Linked DNA regions of Mus musculus: region 2 is linked to region 1. Evidence: chromatin contacts called from public HiChIP or PLAC-seq data. All regions are on one chromosome and are shown on one strand. The core of a region is the stretch at or near the end of the contact, and the rest is flanking DNA. Distances in the headings are between cores, read along the strand shown. Region 1 holds the start of Kcnn4 (potassium intermediate/small conductance calcium-activated channel, subfamily N, member 4). Region 2 holds the start of Ethe1 (ethylmalonic encephalopathy 1).

Evidence for each region. HiChIP or PLAC-seq counts read pairs in DNA pulled down with a chosen protein or histone mark.
Region 2: a contact with region 1 is called in an HNF4G HiChIP or PLAC-seq map of pancreatic cancer cells. The contact joins the promoter of Ethe1 here to the promoter of Kcnn4 in region 1. A contact is called at or near these places in 2 of 39 promoter capture datasets (the C10 cell line and pre-B cells), 2 of 115 datasets of contacts at active chromatin or transcription factors (memory CD8 T cells and pancreatic cancer cells) and 2 of 9 other capture datasets (adipose tissue and pancreatic islet).

What each region holds. Positions count from the first base shown.
Region 1 is chr7:24,367,599-24,374,291 of GRCm38.p6, reverse strand. Kcnn4 (potassium intermediate/small conductance calcium-activated channel, subfamily N, member 4) reads right to left here and starts at 4,029. Exons shown (of 9, transcript NM_008433.4): 1 at 3,697-4,029. The coding sequence starts at 3,855.
Region 2 is chr7:24,590,831-24,597,523 of GRCm38.p6, reverse strand. Ethe1 (ethylmalonic encephalopathy 1) reads right to left here and starts at 3,616. Exons shown (of 7, transcript NM_001364014.1): 1 at 3,513-3,616; 2 at 2,962-3,106; 3 at 2,376-2,524. The coding sequence starts at 3,593.

The sequences.
Region 1 (6,693 bases), core at 2,780-5,279:
GAACCCCAGTTCCAGCAAAGACGAGAGACTGTCACTCAGGTCTCAGAGCAGCATTCTGCCCTTCTCTAATCGGAGGAACGAACCTCAAGACACCCCCAGCCCCAGGCCCTGCTTTGTGAGCCCCTTCTTCCCCTCTCCTACCACTTCCCCTGGCTGGATGCCCGGGGCACCCGGGAGGAAGTTCAGGGCCTACATAAAGCACCAGAAGTTTTTTTTTTTTTTTTTTTTTTTTTTTTCTTCCTCTCTTTGTGTGGCAATGCCTTGGAGGGATCATCTAGAATTTAGGGAGGAAGGATTAAGAGAGTTTGGGGGGGGTTAGTGAGAACTGCTGAGTTCCTTAAGATGGGCCGATGCCCACGGGGAGATGCTGTCCCAGGGCAGGGCTTGTCTGGGTTCCCTCTTTGAACCGTGCACCTGTTCCTCCGCGGCCCTCTGCCAGCTTCCCTGGCTGGGCCCGCGCCAGCACCCCGCCTCTGAGCAGGGGAAAAAGGCCAGTTTCCTGCCCCCTGGGGGGCCTCCCCCCACCTCTGTCTGAACAATGGCTCTGCTGTCCTCAGCCTTCCCCTCCCCCGTCATCCTTCACCCTTACCCAGTTCCCCGTTCAGTTTTTCAGTTTGTCTCAGCCCCTATTGCTCAGATACCAGCCACTTTCCCACAATGCAGTTCACGTCTCCCATGGCGAGGTGTGTGTGTGTGGGTCCCCTTTTCCTATTCTACCACCCAGACTGGGGTCTCTTACTTCCTTCTCTCTGCGAGTCTGCTTCTAGGCCTCCCAAGTGCTAGGATCACAGGCATGCATCATCAGAGCCCAGTGCTGGGAGATCAAACCCAGGGGCTTTGCACATGCTAAGCAAGTACTCTACCAATTGAGCTACTGCCCAGCTCTGGTGTGTGTGTGTGTGTGTGTGTGTGTGTGTGTGTGTGTTGTGTGTTGGGGTGTGTGGGGGCAGTCCATGCATGCACGGCCTTTCTCTCTCTCTGTGTGCATCTCTCCAGCTAGGGTTTCTCAGTGGCTCTGGAGGCGCGTTTCTGTCATATGCTCTCTCTCTCTCTCTCTCTCTCTCTCTCTCTCTCTCTCTCTCTCTCTCTCTCTCTCTCTCCCTCCCTCCCCCCTCCCTCTGTAGACTGACTTTCCCTTCCCCCAAGTCTCTGTCCGCCCCATCTTCTCTGCTTCACCTCATCCAAAGCCGTCTCTTCCTTCCTATAGCCTTGGCACCCGCCCTTCCTCCTGAGGAGCAGGTGCCTTCCTTTGGTGAAAAACAAGTTTGTTAGATTGAGATGGAGTTGGGGAAGGAGGGGGCATGGAGGTCTCCAAGGCAGCCATTGGACGGGGGCTTAGGGTGGGGATGTGGCTCACTTGGAAGAGTGCTTGCCTAGCAGAGCCTTGGGTTTGAGCCTTGTCCTTTTGTAAACTGAGTGTTGTGATACATGGGGAAGTGGAGGCAGGTCACCCTCAGCTACCTAGCCAGTTCAAGGCCAGCCTGGGCTACCAGAGAGCTTGTCTCAAACAAGAGCTGCAAGGGTGCTAATGGCTACGTTTGAACAGATCGGGAAACTGAGGCTCAGAGAGCCTCATCCATTCCTTCAAGAATCACAGTCAGAGGAAAGGGCCTGGGCAGGTAGTGAAGAAGGAGAAATGAAGGATGAGAAAGACCCCCTGGCTCCTTCCCTTCTGCCTGGGCTCCCAGGTCCACACCTCTCCTACTGGGCGTGGTGCAGGAGCGTGGGAGCGCCGGGCAGGCCCCAGCCATGTTTCCTGTTGGCATGGCTCTGGACGGCCCCACCCCCTCGCAGTAGCTGCCCTCTCCTTGGCCACTTGGCTGAAGGAAGCTGGCCTGCCCTGACCCTCCATGTGCCTGCCAGTCTGTTACTCCACAGCGGCTGAGCACCGGGGCCGAGAAGTTCTCCCAAAGAATGTCCCACCTGCGGGCACGCAAACACACACACACACACACACACACACACACACACACACACACACACACACACACCACACACACACACACACACACACACACACACACACACACACACACACACATCTCCTGTCCCAACTTTTCTGTTGAACAAGCAAGTGTGCTGCCCCCTCAAACCACACACCCAACCTTGCCCTCCATCTCTCTTCTGCCACAAGTCTGACCAGGGTGGGAATATCCCCAGGGCTTGTTAAGACCTGCCTGTACTCCCTGGTCTTCCAGAGGTCGATTGATAGCTCTCTTGTGTGTGTTCTCTCCGTCCCCCACCTTGTTTGGATTTATTTCAGTTTTTGAGATAAGGTCTGTGTAGCCCAGGCTAGCCTCCAACTCAGTATGTAGCTTAGGCTGGGCTTAACCTTCTGATTCTCTTGCCTGCCGCCCCCCCCCAGCCTCCCTCCCCTGACTTCTCTAGTGCTTGGATCCATTGCCTGGTGAGATTTTTTGAGGCTCTTCCTGCAGACTCTTGAGCCTGAACCCCAAGTCTCCTCTTCCACAGGGATGAAGGATTTCAAACCACAGTAGACCACTATCTGGTGAGTGGTGCCTTCTGGGGGTAATGGCACTTCTGTATGGTAAGGGTGGGGTGAAGGCTCCACTCCCCACAGTCTCCTCTGTCAGTTACTTCAGAGCACTGCCTGGTGGCACTGGGTAAATGGCAGTGGCTAGATAAGGAGCAAGGAGACGCCTAATGACAACGTCTTTCTCCCTTGCCAGCCCTCCCTTCACCAGAGCTAGGCTATCAAGGATCAGCCTTGTATGGGCCTCAACAAGGCCCAGACCCCCAGTGGTCTGTCTGATAACACTTACCCAAAGGCTAACACTGAGAACTGTCTCCCATGTGTGCGTACGTGTGTGTGCGTGTGTGTGTGTGTGTGTGTGTGTGTGTGTGTGTGTGTGTAGGTTGGGGGGAGCTGGGGGGAGGACGATATCACACTAGCTCAGGTTTCAGGGGTACAGACCCCCCATCTACCTCCATCACATCCAGGGGTCCAGACCCAGCCTTCTTCTCTTAGACCTTAAGAAGTGTAAGACCTCAGTTCTCCTCCCTTAGACCCAGGAGTCCAGACCAGCTCTCTTCTCCCACACCCAGGGGTGCAGACCCCAACCTTTCTCCCTCACACCCCAGCTCTCCTCTCTTCTTCACACCCCGGGGTGGAAGATGCCAGCCTTCCTCCCTCATGCCCAGGAGTATAAGATCTCCTAGCTTTGCTCTCTAACACTCAGGGGTGTAAGACCCCAGTCCCCTTCCCTCACACTCAGGGGTGCAGACTCCAGCTCTCTTCCCTCAGATCCAGGGGATCAGACCCCAGCCCTCCTCCCTCAGACCCAGGGGTCCAGACCCTAGCCCTCCTCCCTCAGACCCAGGGGATCAGACCCCAGCCCTCCTCCCTCAGACCCAGGGGTCCAGACCCCAGCCCTCCTCCCTCACACCCAGGGGTGCAGACCCCAGCCCTCCTCCCTCACACCCAGGGGTGCAGACCCCAGCTCTCTTCCCTCAGACCCAGGGGTGCAGACCCCAGCCCTCTTCCCTCAGACCCAGGGGTGCAGACCCCAGCCCTCCTCCCTCACACCCAGGGGTGCAGACCCCAGCTCTCTTCCCTCAGACCCAGGGGTGCAGACCCCAGCCCTCCTCCCTCAGACCCAGGGGTGCAGACCCCAGCCCTCCTCCCTCACACCAGGCTCCCCGTCCCTTCCCTGCTCGGTGGAAGGCCCCACTCACCTTGCAGCCCAGGAACCACAACATCTCAGCGTGCAGAACCATGAGTCCGATGCCAGTTCCCGCCAGCACCAACGCCCAGCCGGCCACCCTCTTCTCCTGCTCCAGCAGGCGCTTTCTCCGTCTCAGGGCCCCCAGGCCAGTCACCAGCTCCCCGCCCATGGCCCCTGAGGTCTTGGGGCTCAGCCAGCTTCCTGCCCAGGGTCCCCCACCTCTCAGTACGCAAATGGCAGCCAGCTTGGCTTCCAGGCCAGCGGCCTGTTCTGCTCACTCTGGGACTTTTGCTGGAAGGCACAGCCTAGCCCTGTGCCCTCTGGGGAGTGGTAACTGCAGCAGGCAGGGCAGGGCGGGGAGGGACGGGGAGGTCCCTGGGTAGGGGGAGGCTGGCTATCCCATTCCCTTCTAAGACTAAGGAGGGGCTGGGGTGTGTCTTGTGGTCCCGGGCAAGGAAGAAGAGTTCATCCACGTGGGCAAAGACACACTGACACAATAGGTTGTGACTCTCCAACCGTTTGCACTCTGTGGTACACACCTAAAACCCCCACCACACCCAGACACCACAGAGCACCCTATGACAGACCGGAGACGGAGCCCAACACACCAGCACACACCACACAACCTCCACAGAAGTGACTCACACTCCTGAAAGTTCAGAAACCCACAGCCACACCCAGACACCACACACACACATGGTGTGACACACGCCAGCACTTAGCAGGGCAGCAGCGTCCCATTGCACACGGGGCCACCCAAAGGTTGAGCTCACGCAGTCACACATTCAAAGTGGGGCGGGGGAGGGGCTGGAAAGTCAGGCACAGCGAGTGAAAGTGAGCGCTCCTCTCCAGAGGAGTATAACTTCCGTTTCTAGCACCTACTTGCTGGGTGGGTGGCTTGAAACCACCTGTAACTTCAACTCCAGGAGATGACGCCCTTTTCCTGGTTTTTGGGAGCCCCTGACACATGTGGCTGATATTCACATACATGCATGCGCATAAAAAAAAATAAATCTTAAATGATAATTTTTAAGTGGGACCAGGGATGGAGTGCAGCTGTTAGTGGGCTCCTTTGAATCACAGACTCTCTGAGGTAGATCCCAGCATGGCATAAAGTGGGCAATGGTGCATGCCTGACTCTTGGTACTAGGAAACTGGGGCCAGGAGGATCAGCAGGTCTCAATCATTGTCAACTATGAGTTCAAGGTCTGCCTGGGCCACATGAGACCCTGTTTCCAAAACCAAAACCAAGTAAAACACTATAATATTCTACGATACAAAGAGCTAAGCATCAACGACCACACGGGACATGTACCAGGAGCCACACAAATACACAGCAGGTCTGAGCACACCAATTTGTAAGAATCACCAGGCACAACACACATGCGTCAACAGACACACAAGGGGGTGTGAATGTGAAACACAGAGAGATGCCCCATATGTGTAAACACCTGTGGTGGCAGACACTGTCATCCAGCGCCCAGAAAACAGGAAATGCACACTAGCTCACATCATTGTGTGTGGGACTCACACACACACACACACACACACACACCTGACATTGATCCTGACATACACTGGTGCACTTGACACTCTGCATACCTTAGCACAGAGAACAGTCAATGGAAGTGTGCAAGCAACGCCTACCCAGCGTTGGACATTCTAGGACATTCTAGCCACACAGGACACAGTCCAGGATGATATGAACCCTTTGGAGGGGATGGGGTTGGATTCGGACCCACAAGAACACCAACGTCCAGATTAGCACACCATCAATCCAACATCACGCACAATACACATACCCGTTATACTCCCATGTGCATGGCCACACAAACACCACACTCAGGGAAGAGAAAGGCCCTCAGCGTGGGCATATATCCTGATATAAGTAACAGAGCTATTTCACTGAGTCAGACTGGGTGTTACATGCACATTTACACACACACACACACACACACACACACACACACACACACACGCCACGAATGCATGCTCAAGCACAAATAAGACTAAAATAAAACAAGTAGTTAAAAAAAAAAAACCGTAGGTGCACAGGCACATACCTGCAACCCCAGCCCTGAGTGGGGAGATGATGTAGTCAGATGGGTGGAGCCATTCTAATCGAATCAGTGAGTTCCTGTTGGTGTGAAAGACGAAGTTTCCAAAAAATGAGGTGCAGGACTAGTGACAAGACTCATGGGGTTTAAGGGCACTAACTGAGTTCAAATCCCAGAGCCTGTATGGTGGAAGGAGAGAACAGACCCCTGCAGGTTGTCCTCTGACTTTCTTGTGTGTATCATGGCACATGCACACAGTGCATAAACACACAAGGTGCAGAGCAATTGAGGAAGCTATTCTTATATCAGCCTCTGATCTCCACAGACAAGCACACTCTGTGCACCCTACTCCAACACAGCACACACACACACTCACACACACACACACACACACATACTTACACACATGAACTCACACTCACACACAGCACACACACACACACATACACACTCACACACACACTCACACACACACTCACACACATACACACATACACACACACATACTCATACACACACATACTCACACACACATACACACATACTAACACACACACTCACACACACATACACACACATACTCTCTCTCTCTCTTACACACACACACACACACACACACACACACACACACACACACACACACCACAAGAGATAAAACAAAGGCACACGGTGAACGTGACTCTGGGAATAGGATGTTGTGTGAGACAGAGATTCAAATAGGGACACACAACAAAGAAAGCAGACACATGGGTCTACACACCATGTGCCAGGTCCTTAAATGCTCCCAAGCATGCCAACACACACGACACAATGGGGACACCAAGACAGGTCACAAAGGGATCTTGTAACATAGGGTTTCACCTCACGGTCCCCAAGCTCAGAGAAACGCTCAGTTACAACTCCTTCCCACTCTGTGTCCTGTGGCATCGAGGACTATGCACCCGCCAGCT
Region 2 (6,693 bases), core at 2,367-4,866, 220 kb before region 1:
CTGCCTAGAATCCCCCAGTGAGGGGCTGGGGGCATGGCTCAGTGGTAAAGCCCCTGCCTAGAATCCCCCAGTGAGGGACTGGAGCAGGGCTCAGTGGTAGAGCCCCTGCCTAGAATCCCCCAGTGAGGGGCTGGGGGCGTGGCTCAGTGGTAGATCCCCTGCCTAGAATCCCCCAGTGAGGGGCTGGGGGCATGGCTCAGTGGTAAAGTCCCTGCCTAGCATCCCCCAGTGAGGGGCTGGGGGCGTGGCTCAGTGGTAGAGCCCCTGCCTAGGATCCCTGAGTAGAGTTCTTGCCTAGCATGAACCAGCCCCTCGGTTTTATTTCCAGTACTGGGAGGACTCGCGGCCTCACGCCTGCGTGTTTCAGCACAGGTAACACTACCAATTGAAGGGTTGAGGCCTGGGAATGATGAGCTTAAGGCCAGCCTGGGCTACATAGCAATATATAAAAGGAGAGAAAGAAAGAGATTTACCTAAGGCTGGGAGGGAGGGAGTGGGAGGCCAAGGGTGATGACTAGTCAGGGGTAATGAAAGTACCCTGAAATGACTTGAAATGACAGACACAGTATTCTAGGACACACTCACTGATTTATGACCCACCCTTCCAATGGGTGGGTCATACATATTTGGATTATGGCAATAAGATGTAGTAAAGAAAAGATAAACACGGAGGCCAAACACAGCTACACCCGTGCATCCACACTTGTTCACTGAAGGCATCATCACTGTGCATAAGGAGGGTCTCCCGATCATTTATCATCTTGTTTTGTTTTGTTTTGAGAGGGGTCTCACACAGACGAGGCTGACCGTGAATCCCCCTGACTCTGTCTGGATTAAAAGCCTGTGCGACCTTGTTAGCTCCCCCCCCACCACCCTTTTTTAAACTTTTTGGTACAGGGTCACACACAGCCTTGATGTAGCCTTGATTGGTGCTCTGTGTAGATGAGGGTGACCTTGAACACCTGATCTTCCTCTCTGCCTCTCTAGGATTACATCACGCCTGTTTTTGTTTTTTGTGTTTTAAAAATTTATTTATTTTATGTCTGTGAGTACACTATCGCTCTCTTCAGACACACCAGAAGAGGGCATCAGATCCCATTACAGATGGTTGTGAACCACCATGTGGTTGCTGGGGATTGAACTCAGGACCTCTGGAAGAACAGTCAGTGCTCTTAACCACTGAGCCATCTCTCCAGCCCCATCATGCCTGTTTTAAGGCTCTTTGTTGCTGTTGTTTTAAGATTTCATTTTATTCTTACTGTGTAGCACAGGCTGTCCTGGAACTTTGTAGACCAGGCTGGCCTCGAACTCACAGAGATCCACCTGTCTTAGCATCTGCCTCCCAAGAGCTGAGGTTAAAGGCAGGTACCTATATGACCGGCTTGTTTTTAAGATTTTAAACATCTATTTATGTGTACCCCTGTGTATCTGAGTGTGTATCTGAGCAAATGCATGTGTGTGCTAGCAGAGACCAGCCAGGACATCTCTCTAACTAGTAGGGCTGACACAAACGAGCTATGTCCCGCATCCTCTTTCAAATATTTACAGGGTTGAAATCAAAGTCTCCTAACAGCAGCTACACTCTCTCAACCCCGCACACAGTCCTCCTCTCCGCTAACCACCAACCGCCTCCAAATAAACTGTCCCATTCCACAAGATCAACAACCTAGGGGCAGGGACTCTATCACTCTATCACCAGACTTTCCATCCCCTCCATCAGCTTTAGCATTCTCATCACCCGTTTCCTCTCCCTGGGTACAACTCCCCCAACCTCTGTCCAGAGCACCCTGGGTTGCAAAGCTGGCTAGAAACCTGCTGATTAAGCCTGTAGCCCAGAGGAGGAGGAAGAACCTTCGCCCCTCTCCTGGGTGAAGCAATGGGGTTGTGGCTAGGGTGAGAGGGTTTCAAGGCCAACATTTAAGGAGGAACCCACAAATACATGGTTAGCCCCAAATTTATACCACCATGCCAGTGAAGGCCACCTTAAATGGTAGCCCCAGGGACCTCAGTAGACTCATCCAGACCTGTTGCTGAACAACAGGGCATTCCTTCTTCACCAAAGGACTAGGTGCCTCCCTCAGCTCTAGACTCAGAATGCCCAACCCGGAGCAAATTTTATGGAAATGGCCAAGGAAGAACCTGCCATCACTGTTGACTTAGGGGGATTGGCCAGAGCCACACCTGCCTACAGCCTCCTGCCCTAGTGCTCCACCTGGGTTTATGGTACTTTCCACAGAGAACAGAGCTGAGGAGTCTGAGCCTAAATCCACCAACCCTTCTTCCATTGGGCCCAGCAGTCCATTCCCCGAGCACCCTCTTCTCTTCAAAGTCTAAGGAGCTGTGGCCAACAACATCTTCTGTAAGACCCAACTCACAAAGCGTCCAAAGCGGATGGAATCACCTTCCCCGATATGCAAATCAGCCTGGGCTCCGCTGAGGCGGGAGATGACAGACTGGCAGCCCGGGAGCAGGGACCGGAGAACCCCCGTGCCGGTGATGTGGTCAGCATGGCAGTGAGTGTTCACTAGGAGAGAAGAGGGAATAGAAAACGGAATGTTTCAGCCCACAGCATCCAGCCTTCAGACCCAGGAAGGCAGACCCTAGACCTCCCTCAGACCCTGAGGTCCGGACTCCACCGCTCCTCCCTCATCCAACAGTCCAGACTCCAGCCCTCTTCCCCTAGACCCAGGAATCCAAGCCCACTCTTCCTCCTCTAAACTCAGGGATCCAGACCCCAATCTTCCTCCTTCAGGCCCAGAGCTCCAGGCTCCGTCTTTCTCCCTCAGACTCTCAGACCCTGACTCAATCATCTTCTTTCAGACCCTGGGGTCTATGCTCCTTCATCCAGGGTCTATCCTCCAGCCCTCCTCCCCCAGACTCAGGCGTCCAGGCTCCTGTTTTCCTAGAGCGCTTTCTCCGGGGCCCCGCCTCTCTCATGCCCAAGTTTGGTCCTGGACTTACCAGCGTACAACAGCTTGAGCCCCAGCTCCTTAATCAACTGAGCATCCCGATGCGCTGTCTCCAGAACGGGGTCGATCAGAACTGCCTCTCTTGACTCCCGGTCACCCAGAAGGTAGGTATAGGTGCAGCTCTTGGGTTCAAACATCTGGGAGGGATGGAGCAACGGAGAGAGTTCCCGGACCTAACTCCCATGCCTGGGGGATACAGTATCCAGGCCTCCCCTTCTTCCTAGAATCCTGAAGCTACAACCCCAACCCTCTTTGCCCAAGGATCAGGAATCAGAGGGTCCCCCCAGATCCCTCCAGCAGAATCAAGAAACTTCATCTTCAAACAAGCACCAAGTTAAGGACCCCGCCTTCTCTGGTAATGGGCCCCAGATCCCGACCCCAAGCTCAGGGTCCCACTAACTACTCCCTGTTAAAGGGTCGGGACTCCTTGTTTCCCAACAGCCAGGCATGAAGGACGCCCCAGACCTTCTTTAAAGGACAGAGAGTCCTGCCCCTCCCGCTGCCCCGGGCTCTGGGTCCTTTCGTCCGTTCGCCTCTCCGTACCTGCCGCAGGAGGACCGGGGCTCCGGATGCGCTTTGCTGGCTCAGCCGCCGCCCGGCGACCCTGACGACCGCGCTCGCCATCGCGCCAGAGCCCGCTCAGCACTGAGCCCTGCAGCCGCCCCGCCAGAGCCTTACGCACCGGGGCTGACCCGGGAGGGCGGGCCAGGGCGGGGCCTGCCTTAAAGGAACCGCAGTACACACGACCCAGGAAGGAAGGAAGGAAGGAGCAAGGGTTGCAGTGAGACCCTGAAACCGACAGGAAAGGGCCCAGGGACTCAAGGCATTTAGAGATACTGTTATAGAAACAGAGAGAGAAGTAGGGCTCCCTAGACACTTAGAGCCACGGGACGTTTTCCAGGAAAACACGTGTTCGGCTAGTCACCTGCTAAGGGAAAAAAATTAAATTCACGATCATTCATATTTTGAGGACCTGTTGGACCAGTATCTGACACAGGTTCTCACTACAAAGCTATGGCTACTTCGGAAATCGTCCTGTAGACCAGGGTGGTCTCGAACTCAGAGATCCGCCTACTTCTGCCTCTGTAGTGCTGAGATTAAAGGCGCTTGCACACACCATGCTTGACTGAGACAGGATCTTATATAGCCCAGGCTGGCCACAAAATCGTGGCTATCCTGCCTAAGTCTTCTAAGGACAGCAACAACAATAAATATTTAAGATTCTTATTTGTATTATTTAAAATTATGTCTGTGTCGGGTGTGTGCAGACGAGTGCGTGTAACGGTGTAGATCGAAGACACTGGATCCTCGGGAACTGGATTACAGGAGGTTGTGTAGTGCCCGTGTCGGTTCTGGGAACAGAATTTGGATCCTCTACAAAGAACAATATATGCTCTCCGGTGTGTGTGTGTGTGTGTGTGTGTGTGTGTATGTGTGTGTATTTGTGTGTGCGCGCGCATGCACATGCATATTCTTTTTTGAAGGGACATATATGTGCAGTTTAACTTTGTAGGGTCAGGTTCCACCTTCTACTTTTACCTAGATTCCAGGAACCGAACTTGCTGCAATGGTTGCTTAGCAACAGAGCCTTCTGCTAGCCCCTCACAAGGGTTATTTAAGCACCTTTGTCAGAAATAGTTATTTTTCTCTGGTTTTTTTTTCCTTCTTTTTCCTCCTTTTGTTGTTTACAGGAGCTCTCTCTCCCTCTCCCTGTCCATCTCCCTCTCCTCCCCACTCCCCGTTATTGTTGTTTTTAGCCTGGATCTTTGTAGCCTAGGCTGCATTCAAACTCCAATGTGCCTTAGAATGACCTGGAACTGCTTGTGCACACACACATACACACACACACCTCACACATACACACACAACACACACACACACACAACACATACATACACACACATACACACACATAACCCCCACACATACATACACACATATACACACACCCACATACCCACCACACACTCACATACACACATATACACACATCCCACATACATGAACAAAGCAACTTGAGAAGGGAGGGGTTTATTCCGCTTACTCTTCCACATCACTGCACATCTTTGAAGGAAATCAGAACAGGAACTGAGCAGGAAGCTGGAGGCAGGAGCTGATGCAGAGGCCATGGAGGGTGCTGCTTACTGGCTTGTTTCCCATGGCTTACTCAGCCTTCCCAGGGGTGGTCCCACTCACAGTGGTCTGGACCTTTCCACATCAATCATTAATTAAGAAGATGACCTGAGGGCTGGAGAGATGGCTCAGTGGTTTTAAGAGCGCTGGCTGCTCTTCCAGAGAAACCTGGTTTAATTCCCAGCACCCACATGGCAGCTCACGACTCTCTGTACCTCTGTTCCAGAGGCTCCAATGCTCTCACCCAGATATACATGCGGGCAAAACAGCAAAGCACATGAAATTAAACAAAGATATCCTTCAGGCTAGCCTACAGCTCCATCTTCTGGAGGCATCTCCCTCCTCTTTGATGACTCTAGATTGTGTCAAGTTGGCATAAAACTAGCCAGCACTCCTATCCACCAAACTGTCTCAAAAACAAAGAATGTCAGATCTGGTAAATTACGTTATCTTAGCACACAGGCTATCAAACATTTCACTCCTGGAATCCTATCGATAGTGGGGACACTCCTAGGCTAAGGGTGAAGGGTGTGGCTTAGCCACAGAGCCCTTGTGTAACATGCACAAAGCCCTGGTTCACATTCCCAGCACAGAGACACGAAACCCAAACTCTCTATTCCAGTGGACCAAGTCGCAGTGCAGGTTGTCATAGAGAAGCAGCCACGGGGCTTAATCATGGGGCTGAGGTTCCGAGTCCAGCCGCCACAGTGCATCTTTCTCTGAACCCTGGAACTCTCACCATGCAAACCCTACCTGGGTGCCTCACAGCAAGACCTGTTCTATAAACATGACCGCTCTGAGGCATGGCTGTGGGGAAGGTTTTTATTGTAGATATGAGGGAGAGAACAGCCAGAGACATCTGCAAGAGTTCATAAAAGGGACTGAACACGGCCAGCAGAGTGGACCCACCGTGGGAGTTGGGGCTGTTAGCTAGCGAGGAAGACGAAGAGTGGGGCAAAGTGGGAAGACTGTGAACTAGAGACGTTTAGGGTAGGGGCAGGGTGAGAAGAGCTGAGAGGAGCCCCAGGTACTTGTGATACTGAGGAGCCTGCTAGCCAGCTTTTGTTTGCTAGGCCACTAGGCACCAGACAGTCATTTGTTTCTTTTGGACTCACACTGTTAAACTCTTTCCATAGCCTCCTTTGCTTTGACCCTGAACTGTTTCACGAAAGAAAAAGTTACATAAAGGCCACACTTTCCAAGACAAGACCTCCATCTCCCTCTGGGGAACTAGCCAGAGATCCCATTGTGGTCTTTCTCTCCCAAGCTTCAAGTCAATTAAACGCAAGGTTGGAACCTTGTAGTAGCTCAACAGTAAAGGCCTTGCCTCGGAGCTGGACGGCCTGAGTTCAGTGCTGAGGACCCACGAAGCAGAAGGTGAGGATCATCTCACTGCTGTCTCCTGGCATCCATACTTTTGGCTTAGTGCATGCATGCACACACACACACTCACACAGTCTCTCACACATGCACACTCATACACCATGCTCATACACACATATACACACTCACTCTCTCTCTCATGAATGCACACCCACCCACGCACACACCACTATTTCTGAAGTCCTCAGCATCCCTCGTGGTCTTCACC